Linked DNA regions of Mus musculus: region 2 is linked to region 1. A link is a contact called in public Hi-C data. All regions are on one chromosome and are shown on one strand. The core of a region is the stretch at or near the end of the contact, and the rest is flanking DNA. Distances in the headings are between cores, read along the strand shown. Region 1 has its middle 130 kb from the start of Tars. Region 2 holds the start of Mtmr12 (myotubularin related protein 12).

The links. A called contact is a pair of places that touch in the nucleus more often than the background predicts.
Region 2: a Hi-C map of pro-B cells shows a contact between it and region 1, with 2.4 times the contacts expected there. The contact joins the promoter of Mtmr12 here to the enhancer-like site in region 1. A contact is called at or near these places in 3 of 39 promoter capture datasets (the 3T3-L1 cell line and pre-B cells), 1 of 484 Hi-C or Micro-C datasets (pro-B cells) and 1 of 115 datasets of contacts at active chromatin or transcription factors (the 230-238 cell line).

The regions. Positions count from the first base shown.
Region 1 is chr15:11,529,541-11,536,924 of GRCm38.p6, reverse strand. No RefSeq gene overlaps it. Among named protein-coding and RNA genes, the nearest start is that of Tars, 130 kb to the right of the region's middle. Within about 2 kb of position 3,779, at least 61 of the 459 cell types and tissues checked have an H3K27ac peak or open chromatin away from gene starts, as enhancers often do. A contact at or near this core is called in the 230-238 cell line and pro-B cells, where this site is marked.
Region 2 is chr15:12,201,150-12,208,533 of GRCm38.p6, reverse strand. Mtmr12 (myotubularin related protein 12) reads right to left here and starts at 3,506. Exons shown (of 16, transcript NM_172958.4): 1 at 3,255-3,506. The coding sequence starts at 3,335.

The DNA of each region.
Region 1 (7,384 bases), core at 2,530-5,029:
AAAATCCAGGTCTCCCAACCTCCAGGTGCTTATTAATGGAATATTTTACTTGAAACCAAAAATTGTTGCATACTGCAACACCAAATACTGTAAAAGGGATGGAGCATACACAGAAGGCATCCACAGCAGTGTCAATAGCACTGCCGCTGTCCTAACAAGTGACATTGACTCTGCTGTTTGTCAGGTGACCCGTACAGTAGCAAACTCCCCTTGCTTCAGAACAATCCCTTTGAATGACAGAGAGTGGAAACTCTAGTTCACAAGCATCTGGTTCTACCCAGGCTCCTCCTGAGGACTTATGCTTGCAATGATCCTAGCCCATCCAGTTAGAAAGAAAAGAAAGGCAAAGATCATAAGGTTTTTAAAGGGGAGAAATTAATTGGACCCTATTTTGTTTTGTCAGCCAGAAAGAGAAAAATCCACGTCCAGGTGCTTGCCTAAGACCAAAGAAATAAATTATACACACCAAGTCCCACACATTCTAAAATAAGGCTTTATGAGGTGTCAGATTGTGAACTGACTTTCCCTAGCTGAGATCCCTACCAAATGGTTTTATGTGGCTTGTAATTCAAATGTTTAGTCTGCGGGAGTCAAGGAAGAAGGGAATTCTCCCTGAACGGAAGCCTTGCAAAGAGCTGAGTCACTTGGCTTCATGGGGCTCGGCACAGGCTGGACCTTCGCCCACAAAGAGGAGGGAAGGACAGTGGGTCTGAGAGTGACCAGTGAGGGACGCAGTGCAAAGACAATTGTGCTGTCAAACCTTGTGAAGTTCTCCCAGGCTTTAATTTATCTGCTTGGTATAGGCAATGATGCCAACTGAAAAGAGCTGGGGTTCCAACGTGTTTTATCTTTAAAAGAGAAGAAGAGGAAGAAGAAGAAGAAGAAGAAGAAGAAGAAGAAGAAGAAGAAGAAGAAGAAGAAGAAGAAGAAGAAGAAGAAGAAGAGGAGGAGGAGGAGGAGGAGGAGAGGAGGAGGAGGAGGAGAAGAAGAAGAAGAAGAAGAAGAAGAAGAAGAAGAAGAAGAAGAAGAAGAAGAAGAAGAAGAAGAAGAAGAAGAAAAGGAAGAAGAGGAAGAAGAGGAAGAAGAGGAAGAAGAAGAAGAGGAAGAAGAAGAAGAAGAAGAAGAAGAAGAAGAAGAAGAAGAAGAAGAAGAAGAAGAAGAAGAAGAAGAAGAAGAAGAAGAAGAGAAACAAAATTGGCAAAAATGCTCTTGAATTGTCTTTTTTTCCACAAGAAGCAGAGAGACCTTGTATGTTACACGAAACACCATCAATGAGATCAGAGACTGAAGGACATCTAGAACAGGGTCTGAGGGATGGTCCTCACTTGTGTAGGACTCACTTACAGGGTTACAAATACCCATTCTAAGCCTTTCCTTAAAATTATGATTCAAAGGAGATCCATTTAGGATCTGCACGTTAACACTACGTATTCATCTGTGAGTTTGATGTAGATGGCATGGAGACCCTAAGCAGAAACACTGGCCTTATCCAGCTCTGTTGGTTTCCTAATGAAGGAAAACTACTCCAGCACTGAAGCAATAGTGGGTACCAACACCAAAATTCCATATTTTTTCTCTGCTTTTGTCAAGTGATGACATCAAAATGACTAATTATTCCAACAAGCATTTAATGAAAGCTACTTAACTTTATTAACAGAAGACAGCCACATTAAAAAGTCTTCAGAAAAACTACTGTGTTCCACTTCATTATGAACAGTGAGGATTTAAGATAATACAGCAGTGATGGTGGGAACTTAGATTTGTAGCCTCATTTAGCTGAACATAATTAACTTTATAAATAGATCTCACCAAATGTGACCACACTGCTCTTGTATGACTGTTCCGACTCCCAATTTGTTTGTGTAACCAGGTGTGCCTCAACTGCTTTATCAAGGGAGTGTGACGGGATTTTCCCTGTCCAATTATGTTAAAATATTTGTGCAGCAGGAGGCCTGTGATTGGACAGGGAAGGGAGGTGGAGCTAAGAGCTACAGAGACAGAGGAGAAGGCAAGATGGAGGTGAAAGAACAGGAAGAAGAACCTGAACCAGCATGGCTTTAAGCAGCCACAGGTAGTTATGATATCATAAAGGTTAGAATAATTGAGATAATTTGTCTGATCTAGGCGGACCGCTTTTATCATTATCAATTGGTTCTGAAATTATCGCATTGGCATCTTGTGAATTGAGAATTTATTGATACATAAATCTGATTGGTTAATTATAAGCTTCAAGAGTTTTTATTTGCTTAGCTACTGGAATGTGGGACCGACGATTACAGAGGTTTATGACTGAGAAGGAGCTAGCAGAGCCAGAGACAAGCAAACTGGGGCAGAGAGTTGTGGCGACTGACCTAGGGGCGGAAGGCCATCATTGTGTGGGGCTGGGGTGGCAGTGAAGGGAACTTGGGAGTTCCGGCAAGACTGTGCTGGGACAGAGTGGTCAGCAGTAGCGCAGGGAGCCTGCCAGTCATTAAAAAAAAAAAAAAAAAAAAATCCCCGAAACACAGGAGAGTCCTCAGAATTTGTGATGGTATTTCCCAGAAACCAATGCAGCTCTGGATTTTACAGTGGTCAAATTTCTTTTCTTTTTAGGGAAACCAAGTCATAGTATTCTACTATCCTGGTTCCCCAATTATTGGTCAAGTATAAAAGGATAAAAATAAAAACAAAACAAAACAGCAAAATTCCCTGATGAGTGATAATAACTGGCTTTGGATAACTTGAGCCTTATATCTAAGCAAGGCAAACTGTACTCCTTTTATTTCTATTCAGAAAAGCATTTGTTGTGTTTACAGCATCTGAAGACACAGACAAATACCATGCATCCACTTCCAGTTTCATTAGAAGTAGCATGGAGATAATAAAAGTATTTACTACTGATTGTCCCTTACATGTGAACATTGTTGTTGTCCACTGAGAAGGAGTGAGGTTAAAAAACTGTTTTCATCTCATAAAATTGTGGTTATTACTTCATATTTTTGTAGAAATAATCACTACCTAAATGCATGGAGTGTTGACAATTTTTGAAATGGGGCCAAATAAATCAAGATCCCAGTCCAAAGCAGGCAGAGCCCAAGTGCAGACCCAGTCCAACACCAAACCAATGATTCAAAATAAACATGGTATCTCCCCAGGGGCCCTTGCAAAGTGAGGTCTCTAGAAGGGGAAGTGGTTTCCCAGTGAAGAAAAGAAAGGATGCCCTTAAAGGGTGACAAAGTTTAGAAACTCAATGGAGAAGCTCGGCTCTTAAAACTATTTCTCTGTTCCAGACTTTTCTTTAAGGACTTCTACTTTCCCAGGAGAGAAAAACAGAGCCATTCTGAGACAATAAATTAGATGTCAAGTGTACACAGAGGTGATACGTCTAGATGTGATCAACGCCGAGACACAAAGTCACTCCATCCCTTTTGGTTCTTGAACTTCAAGTCTGGAAAATGCCTTTAGCTTAGGATGTGAATAGTGGCCTCTCCCCCTTAAAAGTGGAAGCAATCTCATAAAGAATGGAGGTTCTTTGAACCTTGTAAATAAATCAATCCCAGGATAAGCCATCAGAACAACACGATCAATCAAAGCCTACACATGAAATGGGAATTGCAGAGCAGTGCCAAGAGTCTTATCATAATTGCTTCCTGACAGAAAGCACGGATAACAAACTCAGGACAAGGCCACGGAGATGCTGGTGGAGAGCTTGTTTCTTGTTGCTCTAGGTATCAAAATAGGAAGTAAACAGCTCCCAACAGTTCTGAGAATCGCTGGGCGGAAGTGCTGTTTCCTCTCCCCGCACCTGCACAGCTTATGAATCTTTCATCTTCCCAGTACAGCCTTCTGCAAGCTGGCTGAGGCCCTTTCACAAAGACTACTTCTTCTTATCTTCCTGGGACCTAATGCAGATGTACCAACATGCACCCCCTTCCTCCCGATAAGGAAAGGGGGGGACCGCTCCCACTGATTTCCACGCAAAGCAACTTCTATGCAGACAAAGGGAAAGACAAATTCCAGCTCATGGAATACTGTGGGACAGAATGAGCACTGATGCTAGGTCGGTTTCCAGTACCACCCAAGCAGCATCTCGGCATGACTGAACTACTTCATCGGGATCCTCAGCAGTAACCAATAAACAGCTCTGGATCTCATTAGCTGTTCAACCCAGTGTACGGTCCTACCAAAAATAACATGTAAGCTTATTTTACAAGGAGCCTGGATTTGTGTTACCACCTACTGGCGATTTTTAATACGACATCATCACCGGCCTGGCACCTGACATTTACATAAGGCTTTTTTTCATGCCTCTATGCCTGGAGAACGTTAAGGCACCTGGCTGTCCGAGTCCTGCTATGAGCCAAAGAAAGCTCCTGTATTCACTCTATCACCTCTGCTTGGCATAGCATATTCTGGTTCCAGTTCATGAAAAGGTGTTCTGAAAGTTATCCCCAGGCCATCTGATTCCGTTTAACCTGGACATTTTAATTTGAAACACTGATGCTTTAAGATGACAATTACTAACGGGAACAGGCTAACTTGTTCTATTAGGTACAACATTCAACCGTGGTTCATGGTTTGACTATCAGTCTTTCAACATGTACACAATTGTCTTTCAGATAACAGAATGGTTTATAACTAAACATGCTTTAAAATGACAGAAAAAAATCTAGACTTTAAAAGGACATTCAAATACTCTGGGTGTAGGGGTTAACACGAAGAGGATACTTACTGGGTACTGTATCTATTTTTCAATCTTCTTTACTAATCTAGTAAGTCATTCTTTAATTGCAATTTACGAAAGGATCCAATTTTGCTGTAAACTAAATCCATCATGATTTCTCTGTAGGGCTCTTTTTTGACTGAGCCTGGAAGACCATTTACATTACTCTATAGAGAATCATACAATCTGAGTGAACCTGGGATACTGCCACTATAGTGCTGATCACGTAAATACTATGTTTCTGTGGCTTCACAGTGAACTAACCACATCTAGTATTTATTACGTTAAGAAAATCACTTCAGTTAAAGCTTTATTTATGGAGAAAATTTAAGAAAAAATATATGCAGAAAAAAATTCTTGGTATTATGCTTTGCTTGGAGAAATGAAAACATATGCTAAATAAGATTAAGCTTTATAAAAGCTGTGCTTTGACGGAACGAGAGAAGTCATTTGGGCAGAGTATTGACTCTCCCGTACCATCCTATTAAGGATCAATTCTTTTCCACATACTGCATTAACAGGAAAACATAAGAAGCTCTTCTGTAGACACGTCTGTCCTCCTTATGGAGAAAAATAGAACCGAAAATCTGAATAGAAAGAAAGGTCTCTAGCAAGAGCCAGCACTGAGGGCTTGGCCAGTCCAGATGTCTGGCTCAGGACTTCTAACCTACTGTAAGTGAGCAGTGACTTGGGGACACAGCAGGAGGAGAGACATTGCGATTTATAGGCTAGTTACAGGCAAATACTTTGCCAAATCTCCAGGGTTTTTTTTCCCCTCCAACTGTCTTCTGCTCTTTCTTTCCATCAGTAAGTTGAAAGTCGTTTCTGTTACTCAGAACCTAACCAAGAAAATAAAAATGTGGAAACTATACCATACTAATTTTGTAAGTCAGGAAGAAGAGAAGCAAACACTGATTTGTGAAGTAGTCCAGGGATTAATCACATTGAGAAGTGGCCTCTACTCTGCTTTGGGGAATCAAGTCCATAGTTCACTACTAAATATCTAGATGATTCATTCATACTACCCAGTTAGGTAATGGGATTCACAGAGCAAGTGCTATCTATTCATTTTGCATTACCATTACTCCACACCCTATTCTGAAGAATAGTTAGCTGTTCAAAGAGTTGAGTAGAGAATGATCCATGAGGCGAGGTGATAGAATTTATCCTAAATGAATTAAACAACAGTGATCCAGAACCCAGGCTTCCCCGGGAGGACACTACGGCTGTTAAAATCAGTAGTCTCTTTAGGAAGCTTTAATGAACCCAACTGAAGAAATATAAAAAGTGTCATGAGCTTTATATGTATTTATTCATTGTGGTACCCAGGATGAAATCCAGGGCGTTGTACATTGTGGGGCATCCCTCTGCTGCACAGTGACATGCTCAGCCCCAGACAAGGGCTTTTGTTTATTTCTATGAACTCAAAATACAGAGGAAGGGCTTAAACATCTATTCTCCCTACAAGTTCTCCAAAAGTTCAGACCATGGCCACAAGTCCTTTTGAACTTGAGGGGGATAGAATGAATAGCAGTCTCTAAATCAACTATATTGCCCTTCTTCCATTCTTGACTCTACCTTCCAATGTGCTGTAACTAATGTTAATGACCTTGTCTCATTAACTGCCCAATAGGGCCAATCAACCTCACAGCGAGGACTCAATAAGTATGTCATCCATTGAACCTGATAAACCAGAAGTTGCACCACTAAGGCAATTTAACTTCAATGTTAATGTGTGAGTTTGAATCCTAATGGGTTACTCCTTTATGATATCACCCACCAAGGTTTACAACTAGGCTCCAGGGAATCCACGTGGGATTTCTGTGTGTTTTTTATCCTGGAAAACTAACCAAATTCTTGTGTTCATGCCAGATTCTCAGAGACATCACAATTAAGTCCCAGAGGAATCCATTGCAGTTGAAGAAGAAGTCTCCCACTGGACTATATGGGGGAAAGTCTGGCCAAAGCAATGCTCACATGCATGCAATTATGTGATTAATTGCAGAAGGTGAATGGAGTCGTTATAATTATGGTAAAGGTCACACTAAGATTAAGCTCCCTCCTCAACTAGTGTGCCTGATAAATGACATAGTTTTGAACTGACTGTCCATCGCACAGCATACCCCATTTCCTCCCCCAGCGTTTGAGCAAAAGCTCATTGAAACAAAGGTCTCACCAGACCTTAAAACATAATGGAGAAAGGAGCCAAATGCAGGCCATGACAGATCTTAATCAATACCACAGGACCTTCCCTGACATTTAATTGGCATGCATTCAATTCCACTCATTTGTACTTTGGTTCATGAACTAAATAATTGGAGACTCAAATAAAAGGACTTAGCAGGCACCACTGTGGTGCACCGATGGCTAGTGGAGAGGAGTGAGGAGGGAAATAACGCCACGTTAGCTGCGCAGTTTGTAGTGTTGTTCCATTCTTATTTGATCTGTCTGTTACCTTATTAATTTAAGTTTTCAGGCCAGCTAGTACAACACATAAGGAGAGCCTAGAGCACACTCAATCTCCTGTATCACAGTAAGTATGAGAAATTCATGGATAATATGATAAAGATAACAAATTTTAAATATGAGATGGAGAAGTGTATATTCTTACACACATCCTCATATTTTTCAGCATCTAAATGTGTACACAGCAAATAATTTCTGAAAGTCAGTGATAAGTGC
Region 2 (7,384 bases), core at 2,257-4,756, 670 kb before region 1:
TAACAGGATGCATTATAATTAGCAAGTTTGTAATCTCTTAATATATGTACATATGTATAATTTAAAGAGTATGTGTACGTGTGTGGGTGATCACATGCCATAATGCAGAAGTCAAAGGACAACTTGTAGAAACGGCTCTCTCCTTCCACACCATTAGGGCCCACTCAAGTGCTCAGGCTTGGCAGCAAGGTCCTCTGCCCATTGTGTGGCTGGCACTGTTTTTTTTAAAGTTTCTGTGTGTGTGTGTGAAAGTCTGCCACAAGTGTGTATCTTAGGAGGCCAGAAGAGTGACTCAGGTGCCCTGGAACTGGAGTTACAGTGGTGAGGTACTGAGAACCAAACTTCGGTCCTCTGCAAGGCCTAACAACAACCAGCACAAGCTTCTAACTTGTACTTATTTTTTGCATAACTTCATCTCATTTTTCTACAATGAACACTGTGGCTTCTGACATAGAAAGTCACACAGGCTTCCCATTTTCACATGAAAAGTGATTTTGTGCTCAAGCTATCACCAGATGCCCCCCTGGAACAGAGCTCAACATCTCTGCTGCACACTGCTAGACATTCCTTGCAACCTGTGCCTGAGGCTGAGTGAAGACAGTAGAGCTGAGATGTTTCTAGGCATCTGCTATCAAGTAGCAAGGTGGGCCCAGATTCCTGCCTCCTGCAGATCTCGGCTTCCCTCTGAAGAGATTACAGAACACGAGCAAAGGTCCTGTGCTGTGATTCGGGATCTTACCCGTCAGCCTCACTGACTTAGACAAATCAATGACAAACCAGTTCCGGTTACTCTGGCACAGACCCCAAAGCCAGAGTTAACCATTACCCTTCATGTTAGGCTGTCATTTGCAGTCCTTTTGGATCACAAGAGGGAAAAATATGATCATGTTTAACAACTTCAGTGCTGACTCTTGACAGACCGTGCTCTGCCTTAGTGAAGGCTTCTGCCTCTGGAGTTCCCACTTCTGATCAGCAGGACCAGGCGTAACTGCATTAAAAGGTGAAAGGGTTCTGGCCACCGACGTCATCCGCCAACAAGAAAGCATCTCAGAAACTGCAAACTCACCAGCTAGGAAAAGTGGTACAAAGAAAGGCGGGCTGGCCTGGGGCTCAGTGGTAGAATACTTGTTTATCATGGTGGAGGCCTGTGTTCTCTCTCCAGAACTGCATGCAGGGAAAAGGGGTGTCAGGTGACAATGGGTCTCTACAGAGTGGTATGGTTCAGAGTGGGATAGCTAAACACCCAAAATAAAACACACACACACCACACCACCCGCAGGACACACAAGGCAGGCAGATAGTACAATCAAAGATGAAGAAGAGTAAAAATAGTGGATGCCAGTCTTCATAAAAGTGCTCTGAGGCTCTCCCAAGGTGACCCAGAAAGGTATCAGACTCAGGGCTCTGGGTCACACGCAAGCAACATCTCAGTGCTGCTTGTCCATTTCCGGAAATGTGATGGCTAGTGAAGCCATCTACTTAAAAATAAGCTGTTTTCTCACCTCCTCCCACCATTGTCTTTTAATAAACCATGCACAGTTGAATAGAGAATCTTAGCCAGTACCAACTACAACAAAGACGCACAGCATCCTCACAGCACGGTCTTAGACACAAAAACACAAAGCTGCCCTCTAAGAAGACCCCAAAGCCATGAGTCCAGTGAGCTGAGCTACCACTTTCCCTACTGCCTCTCAAGGGAGACAGAGCAGCGCTGATGGCAAAAACTGCACAGTCAGATGAAGGACTGGCGCACTCTTGAACTCTGGCCAGACTTCAGAAGACTCTTCACTTGCAGTTTACTCTCACTAAATGAGAAAGGTTAAAGGTTAAAGGTCAAAGGCAGTTAGCGTTCAACTAGGGTGCTATCAAAGAAAGACAAAGAGAACCTGACCACATTACCTCTATGGACTACAGGGTGAAATGTAAGGTGACCCTGTCTCTCCATATCAAGTTCTGACAGAGGAAGTGGTTTTTATTTGAAAATTACGACTGAAAATAGGTTCCATTTTAGTACTCTCCACTAGATGCCTTGATTTCAAGACACACATGCAAATGCTGCAGGCCCCAGGTCTCTGATATCTCATTTCAGGCCCACCTGTTTTCCACCTTAGCAAGTGAGAAGTGGGAAGACATTTGGAGGCAGTAAATTTGGTAGAGCATCTACCTGCACACAGACAGATTGCAGAAGCTAGGCATGGTCGTACTACCTTGAGTTCTAGCATTCGGGAGGCAGAGGCAAGCAGAGCTCTGTGACTTCGAGGCCAGACTGCTCTACATAGTGAGTTCCAGCACAGCCAGGCTACATAATCGAGAGACAAACAAACAAAATTGCAAAAGCAGGGAAAAAAAAAACCGCACACAACTTTCACAAATCGAAAATGAGAAGGAGTCTACTAAAAGGTAAGGAACGACTGCTCCAGAAGTCTTCAACATGCTCTAGTTCTGATCTCTTCAATGTCCTCCTCATTCACGGAACTCCAGAACTGGCAGCCTTCCCTGGGGCCGTCCAGGACTCCTTACCTAGACCTAACGTCCTCTAACGTCCTGACTGAAATACCACCTTTGCAAGAATGAAAGGATTCCTTGTCCCCACCATCTTCTAAGTACTATACAATTAATAATCGCATATCGTTGACTGTTTGTTTCTTTTTACATAAGCTCCCAAGGAGCTCGATCTTTGTTCTGTTCACTGATACTTAGCACAAGCTTTCCAGGATCGTACCTGGCACACAGTAGGAGCGCAGAAAGTATTTCCCGAGTGAATGCACTTCTCGACTAGAATTGCAGTTTGGAAGGGGGGAGATGAAATGGGAAGAAGCGGGAGGAGGATGCTCTGGGCAGACACCGAAAGAGGCCAAGGCCGACCCACATACAGCAGCGCGGACGCAAAGCAGTGCACCACCCGCGACAGAGACGAACTCTCAGGACTCGCGGAGAAAAGTCCCGGGCAGAGCACACACACCGGGCTGCGGGCTGCCGGGGGAACCCCGTCGGGTTCCCGACCACGCAAGCTTTCTCTTCCCTTCCCGGATACCTGGGGCGCCGGAGCCGCCGGACCTCCCGGGCTCCGGCTCCCGCCCACAGGCGCGGTGGCGAGCGACAGGGCCCTGCCCCAGCACCTGCCCGGCCTGCCGCAGGGGTCCGGGCCGCGGCCAGCCCGGGAGGCCCCAGAGCGCCCCGCCCGGCACCCCGGCAGGAAGCGCCCCTGCCCCGGCCGCTCCACCCGCCGCCGCGCTCGCCCGGCGCACTCTCACCTCAGGGCGTACGTACGACACGAAGGAGGGCTTGGGCGCCTTGGTGCCGCCGCCACCGCCGACTCCCCCTTTCCCCAGCATCCCGCCGCCTTGCGAAGCAACGAAGCCGAAGCGCGGCGACAGCAGAGGCGGCGGCTCCGGCTCAGGTTCCGGCAGCGGCGGCGGCCACCAGCACCAGCGGCCGGGGCTCCGCCCATCCCTAGGGCCGCGGCGGCGGCAGCAGTACCGCCCGCATCCGGCTCCGCCGCTGACACCGTTCGCTCCGCCCAGGCCACGCGCCCCGCCTAGCGACCGTGGGACACGCCCACCGCCGCTCGCTCTGCTCCGGCTGAGGTCCCGCCCACAGCATGGGACTGGCCACGCCCACCCCTTGTTGGCCGAGGTATTTGCTCTAGCCAATGCGGAGAGCGTTCTCTCCGGGCTTCCCCACGATTGGCTAGCGAGAATGTCGCCATTTGCCCAATGGTCCTGCCGTCGCTAAGTTGTTGCGGGCAAGTCGTTCTACCCATTTTGCTTCTTTTACTGGCCAGCAGCTTTGAAATTCAGCTTGCTGAACAGAATGCCTCCGCAGAAGCTTCAAAACCACACCGACGACGTTCAGACTTTAGACGAATGAAGAGAGACAGAGCGGATAGGAACTGACTAAAGTGACGTAAAATGTTGTGTTCAACTTCAAACTTCTTTTGTTTGTCGCTTGGTTTCTAACTGGTAAGATATCAAAAGCCCTTAAGACTTATCTGCTCTCCCAAGTTATCGACAAACCTCTCATATTAAGCCAAGATAGCAAATAAAACACACACACACACACACACACACACACACACACTATTCATTTCTATTCATTTGAATTCCACCTTTGGGGCACTTGCCTCGCGTGAGCAAGACCAAATTGAATTCTCCCTGTGGAGCATTGTGTTAGAAGAATAAGATACGATGCAGCTCACCCGAAGTTGTTCCATCTACTGTGAAAAGCCAATAAACATTTGCAGTTAATTTTTCAAGTGTCAGGCACCTTGCTATGCCTTAGTCTGACCAACTGCACCACCCCCTTGTATTTCTTTTAAAATTCCCAACTAAGTACTACAAGTGACACGGAAGGGTGGTTAGTGCACACCTGCTATTCCAGCACCTGGAAGGCCAGACAGAAAGATAGTGAATTTGTGGCCAGCTCGGACTACTTAGGAAGTCCCCAGGCAACCTAGATCACAAATAAGACCTTCCTCTCAAAACCTAGCAATTAACTGTGCTTTTCCACGTTGGTTCCCAGGAAGGAGAGGTGACCTCTCTGATTCCGATATGCCAGACAGATTCTGTTGCTTTTGTTTCCAGGATCTGACCCAACCCATAAACAGAAATGCTGGCTTTTGATAGAAATTCACCAAGCAAATGTCCCTTTCTGCCGGCCGTCAAGCTAACGTTAAGTGTTACTAGATCACCCTGATCTTTAACATCTGCTGAAGGTCAAGCCCTGTTGTAATACGACTCTGAAAACTTGACACTGTCTCTGGGTCTGTACACTTCCCAGGAATGGGAGCCAACAAAAGAAACGTTTTAAATACCAAAAAACCAGCTGGTTTGCCACCCTCTTCTGATTGTGTCCGTCCCCCTCCCCCATGTGATACTGTGAGGAAGAAGTGGACTTGGAGATTATTGAGCCTTGAAGGAATGCCCTTATGAGATCAGAGGGTTCTGGCTAACCCTCCCCCATTGAGAGAACTCAGCAAGAATGTGTCACCATTCTGGGCTGGAGAGTTGGCTCAGTGGTTAAGAGCATTGATGGCTCTTCCAGAGGTCCTGAGTTCAAGTCCCGGCAACTACATGGTGACTCACAACCATCTGTAATGGGATCAGATGCTCTCTTCTGGTGTATCTGAAGACAGCTAGTGTAGTCACATAAATAAATCTTAAAATAAAAAAAAAATGTGTCATCGTTGAATGGCCCACTCTTCCCAACGTGGAATCTACTGATTCTGGAATTCCCTAGACTCTGGAACAGTGAGAAGCAATTTTGTATTGTGTATAAACGATCAACTGTAAGGTACTCTGTTACAAGCAGAGGTATGAGTACACCACTCATACATGTTTCACTCACTGATAAACACTTTTTTTCTTTTTTCTTTTTTTTTTTTTTTTTTTTTTTTTTTTTTTTTTTTTGGTTTTTCGAGACAGGGTTTCTCTGTGTAGCTCTAGCTGTCCTGGTACTCACTCTATAGACCAGGCTGGCCTCGAACTCAGAAATCTGCCTGCCTCTGCCTCCCAAGTGCTGGGATTAAAGGCGTGTGCCACCACTGCCTGTTTAAACACTTTTTTAAGATTTATTTTATTTTGATGTGTGTGTCTATCTGTCAGGGGGGTGTCATATTCCCTGAAGCTGTAGTTATGAGCACTGGTAATACCCCACTTTGGTGCCGAGAAACAAATTCAGGTTAAGAAGAAGTGCTCTTAACTCCACAACTGTCACGCCAGCCTTGATGGGTAATCTTGATTGTCAACTTGATGGAATCTGGAATGAACTAAAGACACACCTATGGGCAGTTCTACAAGAGCATTTCCAGGAAGGATTAACAGGGTGGGTGGGGGCATCTCCTAGTAGGTGGCCCAGATAGCAAAAGATCCAGAGAACACCAGTACAGCTCCATTGCCTGTCTGGGTACTGGCTGAATAGTTTGCCTTGCCACATTGCTGCAACTGTTGTCCCCTTCACTGACGTCAGACTCCAGCCTCACTCAGCTTGACTCTCCAGGACTCTCCTAAGCCTTCAGCACCACATTGGGACTATAAGGCAACCGGCTTCTGTGACTGAGCAGCTACCTGGCTCTCAGACATACAGACAGCCATTGTTAAGACTACAAGGCCCATATGAGTTGTAAGCCTTCTTAGTAAATTCTCTTTATAATAGGTCTCTTTACAGTCCTGTTGGTTCTGCTTATCTAGAAAGCCCTACCTAACACTGCCCCCCCACCTTTTTTGTTTGTTTGTTTGTTTTTGGTTTTGGTTTTTTTAAGACAAGGTTTCTCTGTGAAGCCCTGGCTACCCTGGAACTTACTCTATAGACCAGGTTTGCCTCAAACTCTGAGATCTGCCTGCCTCCTAGTGCTGGGATTAAAGGCCTGTGCCACCACCCTGGCCACACACTTTCCTTAATTAAGGGATCATAAGAAAGGCAATGCAGTTTCTTTCTTGCCCTCATGGTTTCCCAGCTACTAGCATGGATCTGACCTTTAGGATGTGGGTCAAAGCTCATGAGAAGAATCATTCACAGCTGACTAAAAAAGCCATCTTACCAAGGTCAAACTATTCTCTATTAGGAAACAGATGGGGCTGGAGAGGTGGCTCAGTGGGTAAGGGCACTTGCTGCTCTTGCAGAGGTCCCAGGTACTGTTTGCAGCACTTCCATGGCATCTCATAAGCATCTAGAACTCCAGTTCCAGGGGAGCCAATTCCATTTTTTTGCCTCATCAAGCAGATTTATTTCTGGTATCCATAAATACTAAGACACATAAAAAATTTTAAAAGAACACACAGGTGATAGTTTGGAGACTTTGAAATATTTCAATTTACATAGAAGAATTAAAAAGTGAACCCTTTTTCCTAATGTTGTCCTAAGTTCTCAACAAATTCTAAACAGGAACAGATCATAGCTTACCTACTTAGCTAGACACTCATGCGGGTGTCTCGCTCATCTTGACCTAACAGGTGCCTCACACATAGTAGGAATTCTATAAATATTTGCACTTGAGTGCGTGAAATAGCTTTGTGTGAAAAACAGAAATCAGGAAGCTACATATACAGACTTTTCAAGGACTAAAGTGCAGTATGTGTGTGTGTGTGTGGGTGGGGGGATTATATATACCCTTGCTCTTAAAGGGCAGGAGTCACTCCTGGGTGTCATTTGCTGGGCACCATCCCCCTTGTTTATAAAGACAGTGTCTATCATTGGCCTGGAGCTTGCCAAGTAGGCTGGGCTAGCTGTCACCACCTCGTCAGCACTGAAATCACAACTGCACACCATAAAACCTGGCTTTGTTGTTTGTTTGAGTCTTTTGTTTTGCCTTGTTTTAAAGATAAACAGGTTTCCCTACCAATAGCTTTTCTAACTGAACTAACATCCCGGCCTTGTGCCTATGTTC